3 separate regions of the Pan troglodytes genome follow, and regions 1 and 3 are each linked to region 2. Evidence: chromatin contacts called from public Hi-C and HiChIP or PLAC-seq data. All regions are on one chromosome and are shown on one strand. Each heading gives the region's core, a stretch centred on a gene start, on an enhancer-like site or on the middle of the called end of the contact. The rest is flanking DNA. Distances are from core to core; before and after follow the strand shown. Region 1 holds the start of GOPC (golgi associated PDZ and coiled-coil motif containing). Region 2 holds the start of VGLL2 (vestigial like family member 2). Region 3 holds the start of RFX6 (regulatory factor X6).

Evidence for each region. A called contact is a pair of places that touch in the nucleus more often than the background predicts. HiChIP or PLAC-seq counts read pairs in DNA pulled down with a chosen protein or histone mark.
Region 1: an H3K4me3 HiChIP or PLAC-seq map of stem cell-derived excitatory neurons shows a contact between it and region 2, with 4 times the contacts expected there. The contact joins the promoter of GOPC here to the promoter of VGLL2 in region 2. A contact is called at or near these places in 1 of 7 Hi-C or Micro-C datasets (stem cell-derived neural progenitor cells) and 1 of 1 datasets of contacts at active chromatin or transcription factors (stem cell-derived excitatory neurons).
Region 3: a contact with region 2 is called in a Hi-C map of induced pluripotent stem cells, with 2.4 times the contacts expected there. The contact joins the promoter of RFX6 here to the promoter of VGLL2 in region 2. A contact is called at or near these places in 1 of 7 Hi-C or Micro-C datasets (induced pluripotent stem cells) and 1 of 1 datasets of contacts at active chromatin or transcription factors (stem cell-derived excitatory neurons).

The regions. Positions count from the first base shown.
Region 1 is chr5:129,497,265-129,501,552 of NHGRI_mPanTro3-v2.0_pri, reverse strand. It overlaps GOPC (golgi associated PDZ and coiled-coil motif containing), which reads left to right and starts at 1,280. Exons shown (of 7, transcript XM_063813380.1): 1 at 1,280-2,148. The coding sequence starts at 1,864. All of the region lies in intron 2 of LOC134810364 (a long non-coding RNA gene), which reads right to left.
Region 2 is chr5:129,160,009-129,164,138 of NHGRI_mPanTro3-v2.0_pri, reverse strand. It overlaps VGLL2 (vestigial like family member 2), which reads right to left and starts at 2,100. Exons shown (of 3, transcript XM_003950910.4): 1 at 1,283-2,100. The coding sequence starts at 1,363.
Region 3 is chr5:128,779,621-128,783,673 of NHGRI_mPanTro3-v2.0_pri, reverse strand. It overlaps RFX6 (regulatory factor X6), which reads right to left and starts at 2,174. Exons shown (of 19, transcript XM_527584.7): 1 at 1,918-2,174; 2 at 1,463-1,619. The coding sequence starts at 2,140.

The DNA of each region.
Region 1 (4,288 bases), core at 31-2,530, 340 kb before region 2:
TAGCTAAGTTTGCTCAAGCCAAAGGACTTTATTGCTTCATGCTAACCAGTCTGCCATGCAGTACAAAGACTGCAATAATAAAATTGTGATTTCTTGCTCCTCAGTTGCCTTGCATCAGCGAAGGGCACACAATGCAGGCTTTGGGTTGTGATTAACTGTAAGGGTCTGCCCCAAGAACAGATAACAGCAGACTGCACTCAGCTAAATATGCTTCTAGGTAATGCAGGAGTTTCCACCAGCCTACTCTAATCACACAGGTTTCTCTTTCCCTTTCTAGGACTGTCTACCCTTGAACTGGAAGTAGGCAGAATGTAAAGAGAGGAGTTGCTGGATACTTTTAAAGGCACTGAAAAATTCAAGTTAAAGTTATAGTTGAGAGGTAGTAGCCTCACTAGCCTATCTTGAGTAAGGGTCATGTCTCATTCATTTTTGTGTCTTCAATGTCGCAACAGAGCTCTGCATTCAATATATTTGTAAATATATGAATTCACAATTTTGATTTTCTGAAATGTCACGTGTGAGGACACTACCAGTTTTCAAATAAATACACCTTTTAAAGTACAGTTATGTGCCAAATAACAAGGCTTCAGCAATGAATGGATCGCATAAACTATGGTGATCCTGTAAGAGTATATGACTATACCTTTTCTATGTTTAGATATGTTTAAGTACACAAATAGTTACCACTGTGTTATAATCGCCTACCATATCCAGAATGGCAACATGCTGTACAGGTTTACAGCCTAAGAGCAATAGGCTACATCATATAGCCTGGGTGTGTAGTAGGCTATACTATCTAGGTTTGTGTTTAAATACACTCTAGGATGTTCCCTAAGGGATGATTAACCTAAGGACACATTCCTAAGAACATATCCCCATCTTAAGTGAAGCACTACTGTAGTTGCTTTTGAAATGTGTGACCTATGGTGTATTAAGAGGAATACCGTGTGCCAAGAAGTGACGCTAAGCGTTTTACCTTACAACTGAGTTAAGTAAAATTTGGAAACTTGGTTTCGAGGTTAATACATGAAAGGCGACACAGGTAGTATGTGACAGAGGGTAAGAATTGAATCCAGGTCTACCTGACTCTTAATCACAAGACAAAAAGTCTTCTATTAATTCCGCAAAATCTGGTCAGCCGCTTCAATGCGCAGGTTTAGGCAGTCCACACCTGGAATTTGGGGTCTGGTTTACCAAGAACAGCCAGTGTGTACACCCACTCCATCCTATCCAGGAACTGGAATCGAGAAGGTAAAACGTGGCTATTGCGCATGCTCACACCGCCCTTCCTTGCTCTCCCCTCCCTGACCCTAGATGCCACCGCAGCAACTTTCTGGGAGGATTTTGGAACGGCTCCCGCCAACTGTTAAGTCAAACCGGCGGAAATCCTTCCTTTCTGCGACGTGGACACCTTTCTCATCCTCGGGCCTTTCCAACCAGGATGCAGAAACCACGCGCCTCCGTTTCTCAGGGATTCAAGCCTTAGTTTGCCAGTTGTTAATATGGCCGCTGACAGGCCGCTCCCAAGCTGAGGCCTTTCATAGGCCAAGATCGCATCCTGTCCCCGCCTATTTTGTCCCTCGTGGCTGCGTCCGCCCAGCTCTTCGCTACGCATGCGCAGCGGGGGCAGGCTGGGAGGTGGGACGGACTGAGTCTTCCGTGTGTCGCCGCCGTTGCCGCCTCAGCTTCAGCCTCGTTACTCCTGCGGTTCTGTGGCTGTGCTGCTGGCGTTAACGGCGCGAGGTGAAGGGAGGTGACGGAGTGTGCCCGCGCGCGCGGGGGTCCCCTCAGTCCCAGCAGTTCCCTTCGTGCGCGGGGGGCGGCGAGGGTCTTCAGCAGTCGGGAGAGGCCCTTGACGGCGCCATGTCGGCGGGCGGTCCATGCCCAGCAGCAGCCGGAGGGGGCCCAGGGGGCGCCTCCTGCTCCGTGGGGGCCCCTGGCGGGGTATCCATGTTCCGGTGGCTGGAGGTGCTGGAGAAGGAGTTCGACAAAGCTTTTGTGGATGTGGATCTGCTCCTGGGAGAGATCGATCCAGACCAGGCGGACATCACTTATGAGGGGCGACAGAAGATGACCAGCCTGAGCTCCTGCTTTGCACAGCTTTGCCACAAAGCCCAGTCTGTGTCTCAAATCAACCACAAGCTGGAGGTGAGCCGTGGGTGCTGGCGGCTATGGCATCCAACCCCAGGCTGCCCGGTGGCGTCAGATCCCATTTAACGCTCCAGTGAAACGACCCTAGAAAACTGCCCACCGGGGCTCAAATGTGATGGGAGAGTGCATGTCTGAGGAGTGAGGTGAGGGTGGGGGACAAAAAGGGCCCTAGACCGACGTGTGAGTTCCCGGGGTACTGTCGTCCACCTTCCTAGTATCTCTCTGAGGAGGAAACTAATTACATACACCAGCCTCCATTGCACATGTTACATTAACAAACCTAACAAAGATTCTCTGTCATGAAAATACCGTAGGCCACCTTTTGACAATTGAGTTTTGCAGATCTGCTTTCACATTGATAAACCGAATTTGTATATGTTAAGACAGATACAGCACTGATTATTTTCATTTTAATTATTCCAGGTCAGCGCCTATGATTGTATACAGAGACATGCATAAACTATTTAGGGGAATCTGATCAAAGCTCTTAGGAAAATTTCGTGGTGCATAACGATAGTATCACTGTCTCGGTTTACATCCATAGTTGGTTGTTAAATTACAGGCAGATACCTCCAGAGAGCTCCCTGCAATTATTGAAATTACTTCTGACCTTGAGTTTTTATATGCTTGTACATTACTGTGTAATTTTCCAAAGTCTGGATTTATTTTTGAGAGAGTGTAAAGAATCATTTGCTTTAATCTCTGATCCTGGGTGTGGGTGAGGGTGGAGTGGCTGTGGTTCAAAAAAACAAAACTATCATATTGTGCAGAAAATTTAAAAAGGACATTATTAAAATATTTAGAAATCAAGATAGATTAACATTATTGCATAAAGAGTACTTTCTAACTAGGCAATTTAAGAGAATGGGTCTTTCTTTTCAAAAAGTGTAATAGATAAAAATGGGATAATCAGTGATGTGCGAAACTCTGAACATGCTTTCCTAAGAAATCATCATTACTCGTTGTCATTGACAGTGCCCATTGTATCTATATCAATATGAATGTCAGTTAAACATCCTCTCCTTGCCTAGTGGTCAGCATTCTTTCTCTCCTATTAGCCATGAAATATGTGGCATAATTAATCTTTGATTAACATAGATTTACATATCCAAGAATTGTGGCTCTTCTCCACTGCGAGAACTGTTAATTTCTTCTATCCTTTTTGAAAAGATTAGAAAGTGCTAATATGAAGGTAATCACTTCTTACTGTAGGTAAATGAAAACATCTCTTGATTTCTTTATTGATAGTAATTTCCACAAGAAAGCTATTTTTCTCAGATCGTGAAATTGCATTTAATGTTTTCTAGAAATAGTACTTTAGCTTTATTTCATCTTATTTTATCTTATTATATTTTTTTCAAAAAAGAGATGGAGTGCTTTGTTGCCCAGTTTGGTCTTGAATTCCTGGCCTCAGGTGATCCTCCTTGCCTTGGCCTCCCAAAGTGCTTTGATTACAGACATGAGCTACTGTGCCTGGCCATTAGTTCTCTAGCTTTAAACAACAAAGATCAAGAGTAGCCTTTACCACATGTTATAATTCGAATGTGTCCCCCAAATTTCATGTATGGGAAACTTAATCCCCAATGTGACAGTATTGAATCTCCAATGTGGGGCCTTTAAGAGGAGACTGGATCATGAGTACTCTGTTCTTATGAATGGATTAATCCACTTATAGATTGATTTGTTATTGGATAAATGGATGAATGAGTTATCATAGGAGTGTAGAACTGGTGGTTTATAAGAAGAGGAAGAAAGACCTGAGTAAGCATGTTAGCATGCTCAGCCTCCTTGCCATGTGACACCCTATGCTGCCTCCATACTCTGCACAGATCCCCTGCCAGCAAGAAGGCTCTCGACTTCTCGAGATCTGGCCCCTCGACCTTGGACTTCTCTGTCTCCATAACTGTAAGAAATACATTCCTTTTCTTTATAAATTACCTAGTTTCTGGTATTCTGTTATAAGAAACAGAAAGTGGACTAAAACATCACACGAGAAATTTCATATCATTTACAACTGCAGTATCAACTGGGCATTAACAACTTTTTAAAAATGAAACAATATTTTATTTATTTTTAAAATGACCTAAGGAAACTTTAAACAGGGATTTGATGTCAGATATAAAAATTGAAATTGGGA
Region 2 (4,130 bases), core at 851-3,350:
CTCTCCTCTTTGCTTGCCATAGTCCCACCCTGGGAAGAAGTACATTTCAGAAGCTGGAGCCAAAAGGTTTGAAATAATTGGGGACAAAACGATGTAAGATTTAGCAATATCACCACTTCCTAAATGCCACCTTCCCTACAAGAGGAACTCTGGTGATTCTTAAAATTAACACTGAGGCAAAACAAACTGCAAGTTGTGAAGTTTAAAAGAGAAGAGGAGGTAAGAAAACAAAAAGTGAACCCTATCCGGTCCATCATTAATTCATCGGGAAATTTTCGAATAGACATTTTAAATTTGCAGGCAAAATTAGCAAAAGCATCCACTGGGGCATTGGGGTGTATTTCAATTTCCCCAAAGCAGGTGACCAAGCTCTCACTTTCCAACCTGGAGGGGACCCCTACGGCCTCCCAGGTGTATGATTTCATTCTTTTCCTGCACTACTGTCCTCAGTTTCTGCTACCTCAGCTGAGGAAATGGAAGGAAAATGGTTCAAACAGACGCAGCCTGAAGACAAGAGAAACTGGCAGAATTAAATGGAACTTGAAGAGTTTGCAGAACCCGGGTTGAGTGGTCTTCTTAAAGTGTTTGTTGGAAGCAGGGCTTCCTCATTCACCTACTCAGGCTGGAGAAAGGCAAAGAATTGTCTATCAAGCTCGCCTCTGCCGGGTCAGTCGCACTCCGGATAATGCTCCCAGAACTTCGCAAAGGAAAAAAGTATAAAACTGCGCGGTGCTCTTTGAAATGAATTCGCTGGATCTGGAATTAATTGCCCTGGTCGCCAGAGAATTGAAACGGAAGAAATTATTCCTGAGATAAACTTGCAGGGATGAGAACACCGGCCCTTGCATCTCAGAAAGAGGCTGGCTGGCCTTTGCTTTTGGTTTTGTTGTTACTCTCACCATTGGGACCAAAGTTTGGTTTTTCCTGCGTCAGCTTTGCCTGCATTTCCTGGTACCTGCACCTGGCTTGGAAGAATCTGGAGTCCGACAGACCCTAAGAAGAAAATCCAGCCCGTGCCATCTTCCTCTGATTATTCCAGGGAAGACCTAGGCTCACATTAGCAGGGCTTAGCTGCTTCCCGAGAGCAAACAGGCGAGCTAAAGGGGTTAGCTAATTGCACTACCAACTGGGGGCGGCTCCGGCAATCCCCGCATCCCGGCTGCGCCGGTCCTGGTCGGACGCCCGAGACGCGCGGAGGCGCAGCAGACCTTGGCGTACAGGCCGTGCCGCCGCAAGCGGGGGGCGCTCACTCCTTCCCAAAGTCCCCAGAGGAGACACGTACCTGGTGGTAGGGGGTGTAGGCGGCTGCGAAGTAGGGCTGCGGAGGACCATAGACTTGGTACATAACATCCAGACAGCTCATGACTCTCCGCAGCGGAGACGGTTAAGTGTTTTTTCATTAACTCTCCTTCCCCGGAGCTCAGGGGTGCTGCATGGGCGGCGCTTGGACCCGCGCTCCGGAGTCATCAGGCGGAGCGAAGCCAGCGCGCTCCGCGGCTCGGAATCCAGCTGGCTCGCTACCCTCCCACTCCTGCGATTTTACTCCCGACCGCGCTCCAGGGCAGAAGCGCCTGAGCTCCCGCTAGTGGGCATTTAAAGCCCACGCCCGGCGGGCGTGCTGACGCCACTCGGGGGCTGCGGAGCGGGAGGGGGCGGTGGGGGGCGGGGACCGGGGGGCCAATGGGGAGCGAGGGACGCTTGTTGGAGGGGCAGCGAGTGTGTTTCCCGGGGCCCCCCTCTGACAAGCATGCGGCCAAGGGTGCCGGAGACTATGCGGTTTCCAGCGGATCCAAGGCTTCGCACCGCGAGTAGGAATCTCCCAGGACAAAATAGGAGAGAGAGAGAAAGAGAGAGAGAGAAGGAGGCGGGGACGAAGGGATCCGGGCTCATACACGCAGAGAAAGAAAGTTGGAGAAAGGTCTCTTAGGAAAGCCCTTGTCTCATACTGTAGTTGAGTGGGTGCTTCCAGAAGTGCCGAGGTGGGGCAAATTCTCTGCTTTCGGTTCCTGATGATGTGTGGGGAGGACGGTGCTGTCCCTTGGAATCCCCTAGGGAGTCCGGGTCGTGGCAGACAGGATGTGGGAGTCCGGGTACCCCTCCAGGGCGCAGAAGAGCTACCTCTGCGGGGAAATGGCAGTGGCTGAAACCTGTAACCGCTGTCCTCTAATCCACTTCCTTTCGCTCCCTCTAACCTGGTCCTCCCGCCGCCTGTCCCACACCCCAATTCTGCTCTCTTGGGCCGTGCCCTTCTGCCCCTCTAAAGTTCGATCCTGCTCCTTTCTCTTTGATGTTCTCCACCGGAACCCGTTAGCTTCGCATAGATCGCGCCCGCTTCCGGCTGCTCCCGGTGTGAGCTGCTTTCGAGGAGTCCAGGAGGCTTTACCCGGCCTCGGATGTCTGGCTTTTCATGCTGGGGTCTCCTTGGCCGGGGTCCTTTAAAGTTTTGGCAACTTTGGGGACAAGGACTCGTTGGCGCTAAGAAGAAGCATACTAGGACCCCTACGCAGAGAGGTCTTTTGCTGCCTATTCAGCCGGTAATACCAGCTGCAATGGTATGTTTCATTTTGGAGAGCTGGAAGTATATGCACTCCAACTACAAAACCTTCACCCCTTTCTCTCTCCGGCCCTCCCTGAGAGGTCTGCTGGCTTCGCCCTCCTTCCTGCGACCCTACCCATCCTTCTCAAGCCTACCCCCCACCAAGCCCTCTGGAAAGGGGGTGTAACAGTGGAGTCTTCAGTTCTATAAGTTTAAGAATGCATTGAGACAAGGCTATGTCCATGGCTGGGTCAGGTGGCGGAAGGGGCATTACGGGAATAGAGGCGGGCCAGACTTGGGGGGACCAAGGGAACAGGTTGGGAGCATTAAGAGTCTAGACTCAAGAAAGAGGCAGCATGGATTTCAAACCCTAGTTATTCCCCAGCTTAAATACAACAGAAAGTCTTTATAGAGTCTCAGGCTGTAAGACTGAATAAATGAACCCTTGAAGATCTATTTGTGTTTTAAAAGTGAGTATTTTAAGCCAAATTGTTTTAGGGTTGCAGTTTTTGGTTTTGCCCAATTTATAGATGGGAAATGGCTCCGTGTCTCCAAATGCTTGTAACTGGTGAGCCATCTTGAGCGATTCGACAATTTCCTTAATTAACAACAATGTAATCTATGTAAAGTTTTGTAATCAATAAAAAGTTAAAATAAAGACACTCTTCTAGTACATTTCCATGCAAGCCTCTTTTCAGGGGCCAAGCTGCCTGTTGGATGAAATCCGCCAGCTTCTGGAGCTTCTGATTATCCAGGCGCAAGGGTGAAGCAGAACATCCATCCCACCTCCACCCCAATGTGCCCTCCCTAGGCGTTTCTGAAGATAGGTACAACCACCTATCATCATTTTCTTTGGGGCAAGAGAGGAAACCCTCATCCGAAGAGCCACAGTGCGCTCTTCTGTGTGCGGGAGATGGGGAGTTCAGGTCCCAGTCTCGCTGGCCGCTGCTGCTCACCCTTTCTGCTGGGTCGGCTTCACCCAGGCCCGCAGGAGTACAGGTGTCAACGCAACCATCGCACCAGGGACTCCACGCGGCGGGTGGGTGTGGCCCCGGAGGGTCCGGTCCCCCACTTTCGCGCAAGTCCCGCAGTCCCTCCTTGGACACGGAGGTTCCGCTTTGGGCATCTCTGGGCGTGAACATCGGTGGCTGAAGCCGGCTCCTTTTCGAGCAGCCTGGGCTTGGCAGTGTTGTGCAGGGAGAATGGGGGTTGGTGGGTGGGAAGCGGCGGAAGGCAAGCTCCACTAGCATGTCCAACCAATGCATGGAAACCATGCTTTTGTCCTTGCTCACCTTCCAGTGGCCACCTCCTATTGCCAGTACCCGGTCACTTTGACATTTTTAAATTTTACTATGGCTATAGTACTAGAAGACCTTTTTATTTATTTATTTGCAATTTCCAGAGAAAATCATGACAACCTCTCCAAGTCCAACAAGGCCCAACAGAAAGTTATTTTCGGAAAGGATTACAGGAAGAACGATTTTGCGTATCTCAGACGAAGAAATTGAAGAGAACATTATTCTAGTTGCCTAAGGCTGCTTTACATTCACATTGCTCAATCTCCTCTTACTTGAAACAATTTAAAAAATCTCAC
Region 3 (4,053 bases), core at 925-3,424, 380 kb after region 2:
ACTAGTTGATAGTGAAAACTGGAATTAATCAGCCAGCTTTTTCACTTTGATTTTCAGTTCTAGTTTATCTGTTTAAAAATTATATTTTAATTACATGTACACAATGTTCACATTTCATCTTGCTATTTTGATACTGTTGTAGTCGGCATTGTCTTTGTCTTCAAAATATTGAATCATCCTAGACATAAGTATGATGTTCATTTGGGGTACAACTTTTTTCTTTGATCTTAACTTATATATATTTATGTATACATTTATTCATAAAAGAAACATATATTTCCACACACTCAATTTAAATGGAAAAAATGCAGTAATCATTCGAAACAGCTCAATAATATATCTGAAATCAAAACAATTTTGCCCCAGTTATCCTGCTGCAAATAGTTGTATCCTAAATATCCCAGATATTTAACTCAATTACTTAACTGCTCTAGTATATTCTTAACTAGTAACCACGACATCAACTTCAATAGTTAAACTCCAACTTTAGATGAATATTTGGCTTATATTTCAAATATTTGAAAGGGTTCAAGCATATAATCACAAAAAAACTACTATATGTAAATTGTAATTTAATCTTTAAATAAATAATAAAAATAAAATTTACTAGTTCTTTATCTTGTATTTTTCTAAGGCTCCTTAGATCATACTTTACATAAAATTAGGTTATGTAACTAATCAGTAAATATATAGTCCTTTTTATTAGTTTGTTTTTTACTTGGAATTTGTGAGGAAATTTATGCTCCTATTTCTTCCTACTATGTAGGAAAGTTTAATATAATGCTTTTACTTTAGAGCCGTCTTTCTTTTAGATAGATATTACAAAATGTTCACTCTATGCGAAAATCCTACTGATAAATTCTTGGTTTTAAAAGATTTTCCACAAAATCCAATTTGTAATATTTTATTATTATAAATCATATATGATAGATGCTATAAAAATAGTTGAACTTCTATTTAAGTTAGTACAGAGAACCGATTTTTTCTATGTCTTCTACTTCAAACACATTTCATCTTATAGAGTATACACTATTTTTAATTTGCCCTCATGAATAAAGGCAGTGTTAAGATCCTTCCTCATTTTAAGTTGTTTTTAAGAATCATATTTTATAATCTCAAAAACTATCAAACAACAAATATGTAAGGACTGAACTGATTGCATATTAAGCCAGTAAGTCATAAAAACGTTCATTAATGCTTACATTTGAAGAAAATATGGTTTTAGTCAATAAGGAACAACGTAATGTGGTTTTCATTTGTATTGCAAATCCTTCATCAGTACTTGTATAAGTCTCTATACTAAAAATTCAGTGAAAAAAATTCTGGGTTAAATTCTAATTGGTTTTTTAAACTTTCCCAAAAAGTCTGAGGAAGAAGTGAATTGTGAAAATCAAAGATCCTGAAGACGCTGGCTGTTAAAACGTCAACAGGTGCTTCAGTGTACCCTGCGGGCGAGTCTCACCACTGCAGCGTGAGCTGTGTCTGCTTCTTTTTATCCTTCACAATCTGCGTGATGGTTTTCTTCTGAGACAGGTATTGATCCGCTGCTTTGGTTTTGCTGTCGTGGTTGTCGGCATCCTCTTCTTCAGAGGAAAAGTTACCATTGTTTAAGTGCATTTCTGATTGCCAGTTGAAGGGATGATAAAGAAAAACAGAATATAAAATCAACTAAGTCGCCTTTAAGTGTACCTTAACTTCAAAGTAGTAGCCTACTGGGGTGGGGGGCGGAGGGGAGGAAAGGGGGGCTATGCAAAATGTCAAGTCTCTACTTGACATTTTACTGAGGAAATACAAAGATTTGGACAGAACATTCTACATCTGCCTTATGTTTGTTCGGGATGCATTATTACTATTGGGTGCCCTTCTTAGAATACGTCCTCGTCCCCTTCCCAGCTCCGGATGCGGCAGAGCACTCACCTGATTTCACTGCCCCCGGCAGCTCCGGGTCTTCGCCTTTCTCCCCGCCGCCCTGCTCGCCCCCGGGCTGCCCTTCGGCCGCCAGGTACACTGTTTCTTCCGGATAGACTAGCAAGCCCTTGCCCAGGAGCTGCACACAGCAGTCTTCCTGGATCCCCGGGGACAGTTGGGGCGCAGGCTGCGCCTGCAGGAAGGTGTCTTCCAGCTCCGGGACCTTGGCCATCCTCCTGGCCGCCGGACACCTCCGCGCGCGCCGCTCGGCCGGTTCCCCAGCGGAGCCCCAGCCCGGGGCGGGGCGGGGCGGGGCTGGGACCGGGGGCCGCAGGGGCGGGGAAGGAGGCCGCAGGCTCCGGTGTGCCCTGGCTCAGCGGAGAAAGGACGCCGCGCACAGGTACAGCCCAGGCCGCCCGGGAGCCGCGGTGGGCCGCGGTGGGACTCCGTTTCTCCACCTGTCTGCGGTCCCGGCCGATGCTTCCGCGAAACTCACTTTCTCACCTGCGCCCGTCACGCCCTGGGCGCTCACAGCTTCCCCCTCCCTCCCGTTCTCTCAACCTGCGCTGGCCGGAGGACCGTTTTCACACTCAGAGCTCCCAGAAAGATCCCGGGAAGGCTCACTGTCTTCTGCAGGGAAAGTGCAGCTGTAACTGGCCCCATCCCTACTTTCAGGTACACTATTGGGGCACCTGGCCGCGCGGCGTGGACTCTGCACGCCTGGGACAGGGAAAAAGTACGCCGGAGTACCGGTCAGTCTTTGCACAGCAGGGACCGGGCTTTTTATTCTGGGAACCTTCCGAGGGATTGGCGAGGGCTCTTCTCAGCATTTGAGGGAAGATCCCATCTCGTCACACACTGCTTTGCTCGAGGGTGCACAGTGGCCCGCACTCCTGGGTCTCCCAGCCCTGGAGGATCTGGCCTCAACACCGAGGAAAGATTCTTTCTCTCCCATTTACCGTTATTTTGTAATTTAAACGCGTCCCTGACGATTACTCATCTCATACCTAGCAGTACGGCAACGGACGTTTGCTTAAGTGAAAAATGAAATTGCGACCATCTTCCAACCCAAAATGGCAATCTCATGGGGGCAAACTATAATCTGTGCTCTCTTTAGATGGGAGTGGTCAGTGGAGACTTGGGATTGGTGTTACCTGACTGCCAGATCATCTTCCTTTCCTTCCACCTTCTGTTCTTTTGACAAATACGCCCAGTGTCTTTATATGTCCAGCGCTCTCCAACAAAAGCAAGGATTCTGCTTTGGATCACATTGCCTCATCACAACCTACAGCATGTCATCTTCTCTTGCAGCATTAGAGAGAGAAATCAGCCTTCGACTTTGACAATATTAAACTACATTACATTGAAATTTAACATAGAACAAACAAAATGGGATCCAAGGTGGTGGGTGGCTGAAGGGTGAATTATGGGAAGGAGCGATACAGTCTAAGTAATACAGCAAAAGCAGCTAAAGTTATGAGTAGATTTGAATCTCCCCATTTTTAGTACCACTTGTTGGGAAAGGCAGCAACTCTTTGTCAAAGGTTTTCACCTTATCTGGTACCTCCAGCAGCTAGATCCAGGATGGGGCTACCCACCCCTCCACACTCCTAAAGTGGGTATACCCCTCCACTGCCTCAGGACAACTTTGCCAGTTTTCTCTACCCAGTCCTCCGAAAGCCTCAGAGCCTGCTCAGACCAGAGGGCTTAGCTGTATGTACAGTACTAAAGTTTAGAATGTTGCCTCTTCACAGAGATACCCTCAGATTCATTCTGTAAAGGGAGTCCCAGTGATTAACTGTGTCTACTTATATGAAATGATAAGAAGAAAAATGTTCAGGAAAATTACTGGAATTTCTTTTTTAAAATACTAACCATATGATAATGTGTTTGTGTGTGTGTATGTGTGTGTGTAAGTCATACAGACACTACGTGAAAATCTGGCAATTATCCAATTGAACAGATCATTGGAAACAAAAACCACGATCAGTTAAGGCCCTAAGTGAACTTTTTGCCTTAATTTTAAGTAAATCTGTTTGCCTAACAAAATAATGTGAAAGTTATTTGTGCTTCTATTCAAAAATAGGAAGTCTAAATAGGCCTATAGCAGGTAAATAAATTTAATCAGTAATAAAAAAACTTCCA